Regions from separate parts of the Mus musculus genome. Here regions 1 and 3 are each linked to region 2. A link is a contact called in public Micro-C and promoter capture Hi-C data. All regions are on one chromosome and are shown on one strand. The core of a region is the stretch at or near the end of the contact, and the rest is flanking DNA. Distances in the headings are between cores, read along the strand shown.

Region 1 (3,720 bases), core at 202-2,701, 610 kb after region 2:
AATTGGCTTTGCAGTGGTCGACTGTGTTTATTTCCCAGTCATTTAGCATCAGGCAGATTGCCTGTAGACGAGTCGGCGACATCTTCTATGTAGAACCATTTGCTTCCGCTGTTATGGGGCAAAACCAGCCTCACGACTTTGTGTTTTAGTACGACTTTATTGATTAAAAAAAAAAATAGCTGATGGGCCAGATTTGGCCCATGAGCTATAACTTGGTGATCCCAGTTTAGATTACATTTATTATATAAATAAAGCATTTTTAAGCAAGTATTTTTGTGTATTCAAAAAAGTCTATTAATGAACAGGGTAAGCCAGGCTTCAGAGGCCTTACTTGGAATACTTTAGACTCTGGCCAAGTCATTAGAGACCAAGGATTCCTCTCAGTGTAGATAATTCAGCCACTTTTCATCTGTGTGGTGGTCCTTTGCCTTCCCGGCAGCAATGAAAAACAGTCATGCACGTGCAAGGGACAATGCCACACCTGAAGCACAGAGGGAAGGTTTGGTGGCCTTGAAGGCATCTCCTAAGGTAGCTCCTGGATGTGGAGGAGCCTTAAAGCCATGTCTCTAGCCTGCGCCTCGGGCTGTTGTATGGAGCAGAGATGGGACCTAGGGTACTGAACATAACGGGAATGACTCTGACAAACAGAGTCTAAAGCCGACCACTGTACACGGATATAGTGTGTACTGAGACACCGCTAATGAGAATGTGAGGCCTCGTGACCATCCTGCCGCTGTCTATGTCCCCGGGGGCTGCCAGCACTAACCTGACAAGCTCTGGGAGCCAGTGCTAATAGTTCCTGATTCTCATGGTCTTCAGCAGCGGTGTTTCCTAGGTCAGGGACTCCAACCCTGTCACAGAAGGGGCTCGGCTGCCTATCTAATGCCCGATGTCACATACACAAGGCTTCTGTTGTGATGCTTCCTGGCAACACAAGTGTAGGCCAGGTAGCAGAGCACCTTGGCTCCACAACTGTCTTCATGCTTTGTTTGACCCAGGAAGGAGAAGAGGAGAGAAAAAGGTGTCATTGTCCTCCATACTCCTTCACATTGCTGACCTCCGACCTCATTTGTATCCCCCTCAGCCTTCTGTTCAGAGGCAGAGGGCATCTGACTCTTAGAAAGAGAAAGAAGGAAAGATCATACCTGTCTGGGGGCCACTGCTTTTGTTGGATTTCCCCCTTGGGGTCCACCTTGAAGAATCAGGAACGATGGTTCTGCCCAGAGCTCAGCACACCTGCCGTGGCTACCTGGCTGCACATGGAGATCTCAGCTTAAGTCCTCAGTGTTTCCTATGAGCCAAGGTCAGGCCCCTAGGGAGAGGCTGACCATCCAAGTAGACAAAAGAGCAGTATCTATCCCCGATTCTCACCCTCAGCTAACCTTAGGCTATGTTGTCCACAGGCATAGGAACCATACTTGTTCTTGCCCACAGTACACCCCAGGTCCAATGTAGTAAGGGGCCCCAGTTGGCACTCCCAAGTCCCAAGTCCAGCACCCGAGCTAGCAATGACCAGATTACCGTATTTACTCTTGTTATATCCCCTTCCTATTTTTTTCATAGTTGTCTTCACTGTAAAACATGTAAGGGAGGGGAAGTGTGTTTTAAGTGTTTGCTCTAAGTAATTCTGGGCCAATGTTTGCCTCTCTGAGGGTGATTTTGCCTCTAGAGGTAAAGTGCCTTTGAATCTATAGCTCCTAACACTTTTTTTCCCTAAGTTAATTTCCTGGACAGAAGCAGTTTACGTGAAAGTAAGGAAAAGGCCACACACATGACACTGGCTTGTTGATATGAGAGAGAGGGAGGAAATAGCTTCGAGACAGGTATGACCTTGCAGTTCCAACCACAGGACAGAAAGCTGGCTGGGACTACCAGGAACTGTCTGAGAGTTTTCTCTTCTCTCGGACCCTTCTAGAAGCTTCCTGTCTAGTGGGCTCTGGGGTAGCAGGACATCATCGGGGTGTCCTTGGCCCTGGGGGCTTGCATATCTGGGAAGCCTGACAAGGGACACTTATTTCCACGAGTGGAAGCAGGTCTTTTTTTTTTCTGTACTGAGATGAATGGGCAGGATTCCAGAATGGGCAGGGCACCTCACCAGAAGTCCTGGGGTCACGGGTAAATTATTACAGCTTTTATCATCTCTCGGGGCTCTTCTGGCATACAAAGGTCTCTATTCACCTCTCCTATAAAAATGGCAAGTTATTTACAGCAGAAACAGGGAATCCAGGACAAATGAGGAACTTCCCAAAGGAGAGAAATGCTCTTCGGTTCCTGAGGGATTGTCTGGTCTCTCTTCCTCTGCAGATGCTGTCCTGAGCTCTAGGTGGCATAAGAAGACTGCAGGGCTGCCAGGCATCAACATTTATCTGGGTAGGGCTTTATTTGGAAGCCAGTTTAAACACCCAGTTTGTGGTAGTTACTAAGAACCCCAGACTGGAGGCCCAGAGAGGACCTGAGTCACTCCCACGCATGGCTGGAAAGGAGGAGAAACTGGAGTCCTGACCTCTGCTCAAACTTTCTTCCCCTGCAACCAGCACTAGGAGCTCCTGAACCATCCACCAGAGGCAAGCCTAGGCAGTCAGCGTCCTTGGTCAATTTTATAAAAACATAAACAAAACCATAAATTAAAAAAAAAAAAGAAAAGAAAAAGGAAAACTCAGATAGCCAACTAAATTCATGACACACTAATGGTGCAAGTTCAGGTGAAGCCAAAGGAAGGGAGCAGGGTGGTCCAAGGACCTCCAGGGCACAGAGGTGCCATGGGGTAGACTCAGAGGGGTGATCTCCTCTTTGGTTTTTATTTTTGTTCTGTTGTGGTGGTTGTTTGGGGGGGACATATGCCCTACTTTTCTTTCTGTTCCTGTGATAAATACCATGATCAAAAGCAACTTAGGGGCCGGGTGTGGTGGCACACGCCTTTAATCCTAGCACTCGGGAGGCAGAGGCAGGCGGATTTCTGAGTTCGAGGCCAGCCTGGTCTACAAATGAGTTCCAGGACAGCCAGAGCTACACAGAGAAACCCTGTCCCGAAAAACCAAAAAAAAAAAAAAAAAAAAAAAAAAAAAGCAACTTAGGGGAGGGAAGGTTTATTTAACTTGCTCTTCCAGGACACCATCCATCATTGAGGGAAATCAAATCAGAACTCCAGCAAGGCAAGAACTTGAGGCAGAATCCGTGGAGGAATGCTGCTTACTGGCTTCATCCTCTGGTTTGCTCCTCCTGGGTTACTTGTTTCCCCTGGCTGGCTCCCTCTGGCTTGCTCCCCCTGGCTTGCTCCCTCTGGTTTGTTCAATTTCCCTTGTAATCTTAATATACAATCTGGTTTCTATTCATATCACATATATTTTTCCTCCCCACAATCCCTTTTAAAGTTATCTTCAGAGCTGGTGGGGTAGAACACAAGTTATCTAATAGTGTGTGAGATTGATTTGTAAGTTTTAAATATGTGCAGTTCATCCTCTTTACTCTTACAAAACTCGGGAACAGGCCTGTGTATGAAGAGTAGTTTCCTATTACTGTTAGTTGCTCATTGCTGTGCATCACTGGACAAGACGGGCTCCATTGTGGCGTTTTCATAAGGACTTGAAGTGAATGTATTTTGACCATGATCACTTGCCCCTGAGGAATCCCCTCTCTCTGCACCCTGCTTTCTCTTCTATAATGTGTTCTGTGCAAAATTCGTTTGGAAAAAAACGTGCCATTCAGACCCTGGAGGTCGTT
Region 2 (4,005 bases), core at 416-2,915:
CTTAGCTTAGCCAGATCCCTGCAGAGTGTCAGATGTGTTGGGATCCCACGAACACATGACAACACTTTTCTTTTTTTTCTCCTCCTACATCAACACCCTGCAAGCAGACCCAGAGCACAAAGTCAGCCCTGGAAAGAAGAGGAGCCAGTGTCAACCAGCTGGATGGTGAGAGGAAAACGTGGAGGTTGGCAGAAGGACAAAGGAAAGGCGGCTACCTCGTCCTGAGGGAACGAAAGAGCAAGTGGCCATTTCCGGAGAGCTGCACTGCTCCCTGCAAGGCTGTGAACCAATGGTGGTTTGCCTTCAGGTTAACAAAAGAAAAGGAATCCTTTGGATGTTTGCCCAGAGCCTTTGAAAATAACCTCATGCTACCACCCTGAACAATGTTTTAGGGACATTTAGGGACCCTGAAAGAGGCATAGCTCTTTTATGAAAGGAAAGTTGCTTGTTTTGTTTTGAGACTGGTTCTCACTTTGCAGACCAGGCTGGCCTCTGCCACTGTGCCTCTCCCGGTAAATTGCTAATTTGTGAAGAGGAGGTTTTGAAGAGAAGGGGAGGGGGCATAAGACGGTCCATTCGGGGGGAACAAGCATCCTAGTCACACATCTGAAAATCTGCCCCTCCTTCACGTGATGCTCATACCCTCTGCCTATTGCCCAGGGGTCTCCCTTGCTAACCCAGGACCACTCCCCACGGGTGTGGCTGCTCCAGTCAACAGCTGCTAGCTCCTATATTCTGTTCCTGTTGCTTCAACGCTGGAGGTCCTTCTTTGTCTCTCCCTCAACCGCTGCCTCTGGACTTGGCATTTCTCATACAGAAGGCTAGCCTTTGTGTCCTTTAGGAAGGACAGGGCTTCTACCTTGTTTAATATCAACCTTAAGGAGAGGAGACGAGAGAAGAGGGGGAGAGGCCGGGAAGGAGGGGGAGACAGAGACAAAGAGGGGGAGGGGAGAGAAAGGAAGAGATAATGAGGAGAGGGAAGAAGGAAGGGAGGAAAGGAGGGAGGAGAGACAGACAGACACACACACACACACACAGAGAGAGAGAGAGGGGGGAGAGGGAGAGGGAGAGAGAGAGAGAGAGAGAGAGAGAGAGAGAGAGAGAGAGAGAGAGAGATTTTTTCTTCTGTCTTTCAGAGAACATTCTGCTCTTGCTGTTCTCAGTTCTTCCTGTCTTTTGCAGAGCTTAAGACCGAGGGGAGAGGGAAGGAAAGGAGAGCCGGGTGCGTCTTCGCTGCTATGGAGTTGGATGGCTTATTTTGGATGGCTTCCTATCTAGACCCGGCAGGCCCGCCCCCTAAGCAAAGAGGCCTTGTTTAATGCCAGCGTCACATTTGAGGCAAGAAGATGAAAGTTCAGAAAAAGTCCCCCTTTTTAGGAATTTTTGCAGCACTTTTATTTGCGTGACACATATTAAAAAAAAAAAAAAAAAGTCTGTTCGGCTACCCTCCTGCATGCCCTCCCATTAGCATGGCCCCTTCATAACTGCCTCCTCTGGGCCTTGGGACCTTGGCAATCAGTCAGGGCATTTAAGCTCTGGCATTAGGCAGCAGGATTTGGAAAAGCCAAGACCTTGGGAAAGAAAATAAAAGTCTTAAGTGGTCAAAGCTGGGGTTACGTAATCCTATTTCTCTTGGGATCCAGATGGTAACGTTCTTCAGGGCAGCCAGTAGGGGGAGCTCAGGACGTTTATCAGAACTCCAGCGATCCGATGGTCAGGAGCCAAGTCAAGGCACAAATAAAACAATGAACCTTTGTGGTTTCTCTTCAGCTCTTAATCCCGAGAGGCTTCAACCCGGACAGCCTGATTCCCACCCTGAAGGACCCAGCGACCTTCTCCCAGGACGCCTTAATAGGTTTTCCGGAGTCTGTAGACTCAAATCCCCCGCCCCCTCCTCCTAAGTCTCTCATCGGTTTCCCAGGCTCTTGTGGGCTCCGTGCCTTTCTTTTGTCTTCCTGACTTTCTTGTGTCTAAGTTTCTTTCTTGTTTCTCTTCACTATCCTCGAGTCACTAGTAAAACCTACGAAAAATGCAAGGGGGTGAGCCCACCCCCAGACAAATACATCAAAGCCCCGCACTTTGAATAAAATCTAAAACACGCTGGTAAGCAAAAATGGCGAAGTCCGCCACCACGTGGCCGTGAGGTCGCATCTTTCAAGTCCTTGTCTTTGCATAAGCGGCCCTTTGCTACCCCACAGTGACTTCGGTCTGTCTCTTAACTTCCAGGACTGGGTCTCCTGGGTATTTTAGAGAAGGCACTGTCAGCTTAAAGCGGATAACTCCAGTTGTGGGGTTTCTGATTTTTGAACAACAGTCTCCTGAACAGTTCCAGAGCACAATGGAATTTTTAGAGTTAGGGACTGCTGTGATCCAGATAAGAAGTGGAAAAGCAGTTTTGCTCTCTGCCTAACTCTCCCTTGATCTGTGAGGTTCAGGTTCTCTGGGTGTGGGGGGGCCAGAACTTTTTCCTTTTCATTTGTTTTGAGATAAGGCCTCATATAGCCCAGGTTGGCTTGAACTCACTGTGTATCCAAGGCTATCCTTGCATTTCTGATTTTTCTGCCTTCTCCTAAGTGCTAGGATTAAAGGCATGTACCACACCCCAGGCCAAGTACCTACCTTTATTTACAGAACATTTCTCTTGGGGAACCTTGTATTTCTCTTCAAACTTGCAATTACTTGTGTGTGTGTGTGTGTGTGTGTGTGTGTGTGTGTGTGTGTATCTTTGAAGAAAATAGAGATTACATTCTCTTCCTGGGCTTTTAGACCCTAGGGAATCTAGAAAACATGGCTAAGCATGTTTGTAAAATGCCGGAAGATTGTATGCCAGTCAACTAGCAGAAGCTGCTTGGCCTGAAGCTCAAAGAGGCACTGAGGAGGCATGCTCTCTCTCAAATCTGATGCTGTGGTGGTGTGACTATTGTAGCCTCCTAATTGATGGCTCTCCTAATTGATGGCCCTCCTAATCCCATGGCCCCACCTCCCATTCCACTAATAGTCACATGAGTCCCTGAGAGGAAGAAACTAATTAGATTGGATAGGGCATGATACCCTTCGAGTTAGCCATGCTAGCTTTCTCCAGGAGCCAAGAACGGAAGGAAGCTGAGGTCTTGTCTAAGTCCTTGCCTTGCTAGTACTAGGCGGCTGCTCTCTCTCATTTCCTAGTTCCAGATGCTAATAGGGCTACGTGTAAGATCCAGGTAGGAGGTAGAGGGCAAACAGTCAATGTGACTCAATCCAGCATTAACAGCACCCTTTGCAGGGCCTTGGCCGGCTACAAAGACTGAATGAGACAGGTCTGCCCTGAATATAAATGCTCCCATTGCACACCTCTCCAGTATCTCTGAAGGAGAATAAAAGATGAAACTGCCACAACTCCTCCCTCCCCCCAGTACTGCCAAATAGGAGCATCATCAGGCAGGCTGCCTCTGCAGCACAATCCATAATCGCTCTGACTTCCAGAAGAACAACAATGAAAGTTACATTGCATTCTAAATTAAGCTTTGCATCACTCTGGAAACTAACAAAGAACCCCTTCCTACAGACTCAGCTCCTAAATTAAACATTGTGTCCTTGTACAGCTGTTTCAAATGCTGTTTCAAATTCAAAGACGGAAATGCTCCTTAGGTAGGGAAGAGAGGCGGGTCTCTAAGAAAAGAGATGGGGAAGGGGCTCCGTGGAGACAGGAGCACTGTGGTCAAGTAGTGGAGCAGCTGGGGAAAGATGTAATCAAGCAGGCGAGTGGATAAGATATGTTTCTAAAATTATGGGGTCTGGGCAAGTATAGGTCGGGCAAGGGGGCTCATTATGGCTAAATCTTTATCAGCGACTTCCAAGTGGAAACCTTGAAGGGCTACCATTTCCCACCTCTAATCAGTAAAAACCAGAAGACATAAGCAAAACTGTCGGGGGGTGGGGGTGGGAGAGCCGGGGGGCGGGGGAGCAGGTGCGGTATGTTATAAAGATTAACAGTGAGGCTACCATCTAGGTTAGAGCGTGGCCCGG
Region 3 (3,986 bases), core at 845-3,344, 880 kb after region 2:
ATTACAAATGGTTGTGAGCCACCATGTGGTTGCTGGAATTTGAACTCAGGAACTCTGGAAGAGCAGTCAGTGCTTTTGACCACTGAGCCATCTCACCCGCCCTCACCTGCTGCTTCCTTAAAGCCTCATTTCTCATTCTCTGGGTCGAGTTCTAGTTCCCTGATTGGTATCCATACTCTTTTCTACACAAACACACAGGTATACAATTCAAGATGCACAATTGGGGAGAGGCTGTGTGTAAAGTGCTTGTGATGCAAACGTGAGGCCAGGAGTCCTCCAGGAGCTATGCCAAGTTGGATGTGGTAGTAGACATCTGATTCTAGCAGGCCTGTGGGAGGATGGGAGGCAGAGGCAGGAGACTCCCCAGAAGCTCAAAGGCCACATAGCCTGTCATACGAAACAACCAATAACAAGGAGAACTGTCTCAGACTAGGTGGAAAGTACCCAAGGTTGTCCTATGACCTCCACACTCTTGGCCTGGCATTCACATGCCCCCCCACCCCACCCCCCACACATAAACAATATGCATATGTGAGGGAACACGTGGCATTTCTCTTTTCAAACTTGTTGCCTTACTTGATATAATATTTTCCAGTTCTATCATCATTTTTCTTTAAAGCTTAGTAAAAACCATCGTGGGTTTTTTAATGATCCACCCATCTGAAGATGCACATGTAGACTGACTCAATTTCCTTGCTGTTGTGAATGAAACGGTAGTAAACATGGATGTGCAACTATCTTTGGGTGCATATGGTCAGGACTGGTACAGCCAGGTCCTGTCATTGTGATTTTTGTTTGTTTTCATTTTCAAACACCTCCATCATGAAGGCCACAGTGGTTACACCTTTCTATACTGACACCAACTGTGAGTAAGGATCCTTCTCCTCTCCATCCTAGCCAACATTTTGATTTATTTATATCTATTTATCTTTTTTCTTGATGATAGCAAATCTGACTGAGGTGAGATGGCATCTCAATGTAGTTATAATTTGCATCCCCCTGGCCTCCACCGGCACACCAGGCTTATTCTTCTTTATTTTACCTTTTTCTACTTTAAAGATTTATTTATTTTATATATGTGAGTGCACTGTAGCTGTCTTCAGACACACCAGATGAGGGCATCAAGTCCCATTACAGATGGTTGTGAGCCACCATGTGATTTCTGGGAATTGAACTCAGGACCATTCAGTGCTCTTTAACTGCTGAGCCAACTCTCCAGCCCTATCAGGCTTGCTTCATTTTGATATCAAACTACTGACAGTTCTGGGCAACATTGGGCTGCCTATCTTTTTTTTGGGGGGGGGGGTAGGGTGAAGGCTAGGGATTGAACTCAGCATGGTAAAGTAAGCTGTACAATTGAGACTCCATATCTTTTTATTTACCACGTACTGTCCTCGGAAAACAGCTTACTCATCTTTGGAGCTTCAGACCCTTTACAGTATTGGCACTAGTGCCATCCCTGGACCTCAGATGTAGTTTTGTTTCGTTTTTTTTTTTTTTTTTGACACAAGGTTTCTCTGTGTAGCCCTGGCTGTCCTGGAACTCACTCTGTAGACCATGCTGGCCTCGAACTCAGAAATCCACCTGCCTCTGCCTCCCAAGTGCTGGGATTAAAGGCGTGCGCCACCACTGCTCTGCTCAGATATACTTCTAACTGTGAATTTATTGTTCTTAACAGCATTACTGAAGCTTGTTGCTGCGTTCTCTTATTTATTAGACTTAACTTTTCTAGAACTCATTCTTTATTTCTATTATCTACCTAGTTCATTATTTAATATTCAGTCCCTGCAAGGGGCAGGCGTCCGACGTGCTTGTCACAGTCGTTTGCATATGAAAGACGTGATCTTAGGTGGCATCTCCGAATTTCCCTTCTCTTCTCCAAGCATTTCTCTAGACACTAGCTGACTGGAGCCAGGGAAAATTTGGGGAAAAAAACAACCAAAAACCAAACTAACCAACAAACAGAAAAACTCCGCCGGGCACGTATGGGCCGGAAAGCCCGGGCGCCGGAGAGTCCCACTGCGCAGGTGCGCCGGGAGGAGGGCGAGCCAGCTCTGCTGGCCGCAAGCCTGTTTCCGGGGGCCAGCGCGACGCAGAGCTGACGTCATCGCTGTGCGCTGCCACGTCTCCTCAGCTCCCGGGCGATGGAGGCTGAGGATGATGAGTCTTGGTGATGGGGTCGGACTGTGCTTCTGACTTTAGCTCTGGCTCTGGCACGGACTCCCGGTCTGGGTCTGGTAACCTAGCGACCCGAGAGCTTTCTTCGACTGTCCAGTGGGATCCTGCCTGCGTCCCGGCAGCTGTTTTTGGAGCGCTTTAGAGGAGGGAGTGAGTTTGGGTGCCCGGGGTCGCGGCTGTGAAGCCGCCGCCTCCTCCCAGGGATCCCTCTCCGTGGCCAGCCTGTCCCATGCGTGAGTTTTACTTAACCTGCTTTGTCATCTCGCCGGCCCTGGCGTGCTTCGGCTCTTTCGGCCGCCGGCCTGAGACCACTAGGTGATTCCGTCTTGGAGGTTTAGTCCAGTCAAGTTTGTGGTTTCTCGCCTTCCACCTCGAACAATCTTACGCTGATGCGCCCCAGCCTTTTGCCCTCACCGTACTTTCTCTTTAATTGAGCAGGGATCAGCTTTCTTTGCCTTTAACAGTTTGGAGTCTTTGTCCCACCTGGCGTTTGTTAGCCTACAGTGGACTAGGGAACCTCGGATCCCTCTACAGTAGTAATGTTAAGCAAAAAAAAAAATTTTTTTTTTCAGAGTATTTTTAGTCGTATTTAGGAAATACGTGGTATATGTTGGCAGAACCATGTTTGCCGAAATTGAGGAAAACATAATGTCGTCGTCCGCCCACCTCCCCCCTGAAGATCTCTTTAGCCCTTTAATTTTGCACGTTCATTTAATTTCTTAGCGGTTTTACAGAAGCTTTTCTGAAACGGGCAACCATTTGAGTGAAATGAAGAAACAAACTCTGGTTAAATGACTTGGTCAAGGTCAGAAACCTGCGGCAAATCTTAGTCAGATTCCTTGATAACAACCTCATATTTTGGACAGAGATATTTCCTGTATTTCAAGTGATTTTAATGTGAAATTGCAAATTAGAATCGAGTAAGTTGTGGTGTTTCTTGTAGAATGCCACCTTGTAGATTGTAGTCTTGTTTTATTTAAGAAAAAGTCAGCAAGACAAGACACCAGCCGGGAGTTGCCTTAATGCTGAATACAGCTGAGCTCAGAATTTAAACCTCTGACCTTACCCCAGATCCAAGCAGTATATAGGGACAGGAACATTTATTTGAAAATTCAATCTGGATTTTATAAGATCTGCTCACTGAGTTTTAACATTTGCTTGTTATACTGACTTCTAGAAAAAGTTACAATCTTTCTTTCTTTTTTAATATTATTCAGATTTGAAATAAGTTGACAGTCATCAGCCTGGGTGGCAACTTCAGGTGGCACTGGAAATTACCTGGTTCCTGGACATGCCCAGTAGAAGGCGGGGTCCCAGTCGGCAGCAGCTAAGCCGGTCAGCTTTACCTTCCATACAGACGTTGGTCGGCGGCGGCTGTGGCAATGGGACGGGCTTGAGGAACAGGTAAAGAACATATAATTCTATGCTTAACACTTGGCATGATTTGTAATAGCCTGTTATCAGTGAGACTAATACAAAATAATTCTATTCAAATGTTTGCTTATCAAACTTATCACTGAAGTAGGAATTCTGCCTTTGAAGACTGAAAACTTAGTGTTTCACTTTTCAGAGTTCTTTGCAGGTAGAATGATGTTACGCAGGGACCACAAAGTAGAAGTGTCCATTTCTCTTTTCTTTTCCTTCCTTTTCCTTTCCTTTTCTTTTTTTTAACATAAATTTTTTTTTTTTAGTTTTATTTATTTTTTTATGTGTACCGATGTTTTGCCTGCATGTATGTCTGTGTACCACTTGCATGCCTGATGCCTCTAGATGCCAAAAGAGGTTATTGGGGGTTTAGATGGTTCTGA

What was found. Promoter capture Hi-C pulls out the DNA fragments that hold promoters and counts their contacts. A called contact is a pair of places that touch in the nucleus more often than the background predicts.
Region 1: a contact with region 2 is called in a promoter capture Hi-C map of embryonic stem cells, with 4 times the contacts expected there. The contact joins the promoter of Nr1i2 here to the enhancer-like site in region 2. A contact is called at or near these places in 7 of 39 promoter capture datasets (3T3-L1-derived adipocytes, the C10 cell line, the HPC-7 cell line and 3 more), 1 of 15 datasets of contacts at CTCF or cohesin (pro-B cells), 1 of 484 Hi-C or Micro-C datasets (the N1E-115 cell line), 1 of 115 datasets of contacts at active chromatin or transcription factors (stem cell-derived neural progenitor cells) and 1 of 9 other capture datasets (embryonic stem cells).
Region 3: a contact with region 2 is called in a Micro-C map of embryonic stem cells, with 6 times the contacts expected there. The contact joins the promoter of Tmem39a here to the enhancer-like site in region 2. A contact is called at or near these places in 2 of 39 promoter capture datasets (the HPC-7 cell line and cranial neural crest), 1 of 484 Hi-C or Micro-C datasets (embryonic stem cells) and 1 of 9 other capture datasets (adipose tissue).

What each region holds. Positions count from the first base shown.
Region 1 is chr16:38,293,373-38,297,092 of GRCm38.p6, forward strand. It overlaps Nr1i2 (nuclear receptor subfamily 1, group I, member 2), which reads right to left and starts at 1,452. Exons shown (of 9, transcript NM_010936.3): 1 at 1,146-1,452.
Region 2 is chr16:37,683,201-37,687,205 of GRCm38.p6, forward strand. It overlaps Gm35833 (a long non-coding RNA gene), which reads left to right. Exons shown (of 3, transcript XR_876061.1): 2 at 108-307; 3 at 1,183-2,098. Among named protein-coding and RNA genes, the nearest start is that of Gm35833, 4.4 kb to the left of the region's middle. Within about 2 kb of position 1,666, at least 216 of the 459 cell types and tissues checked have an H3K27ac peak or open chromatin away from gene starts, as enhancers often do. A contact at or near this core is called in 3T3-L1-derived adipocytes, the HPC-7 cell line, the N1E-115 cell line and 4 more, where this site is marked.
Region 3 is chr16:38,560,720-38,564,705 of GRCm38.p6, forward strand. It overlaps Tmem39a (transmembrane protein 39a), which reads left to right and starts at 2,095. Exons shown (of 9, transcript NM_026407.3): 1 at 2,095-2,411; 2 at 3,396-3,582. The coding sequence starts at 3,470.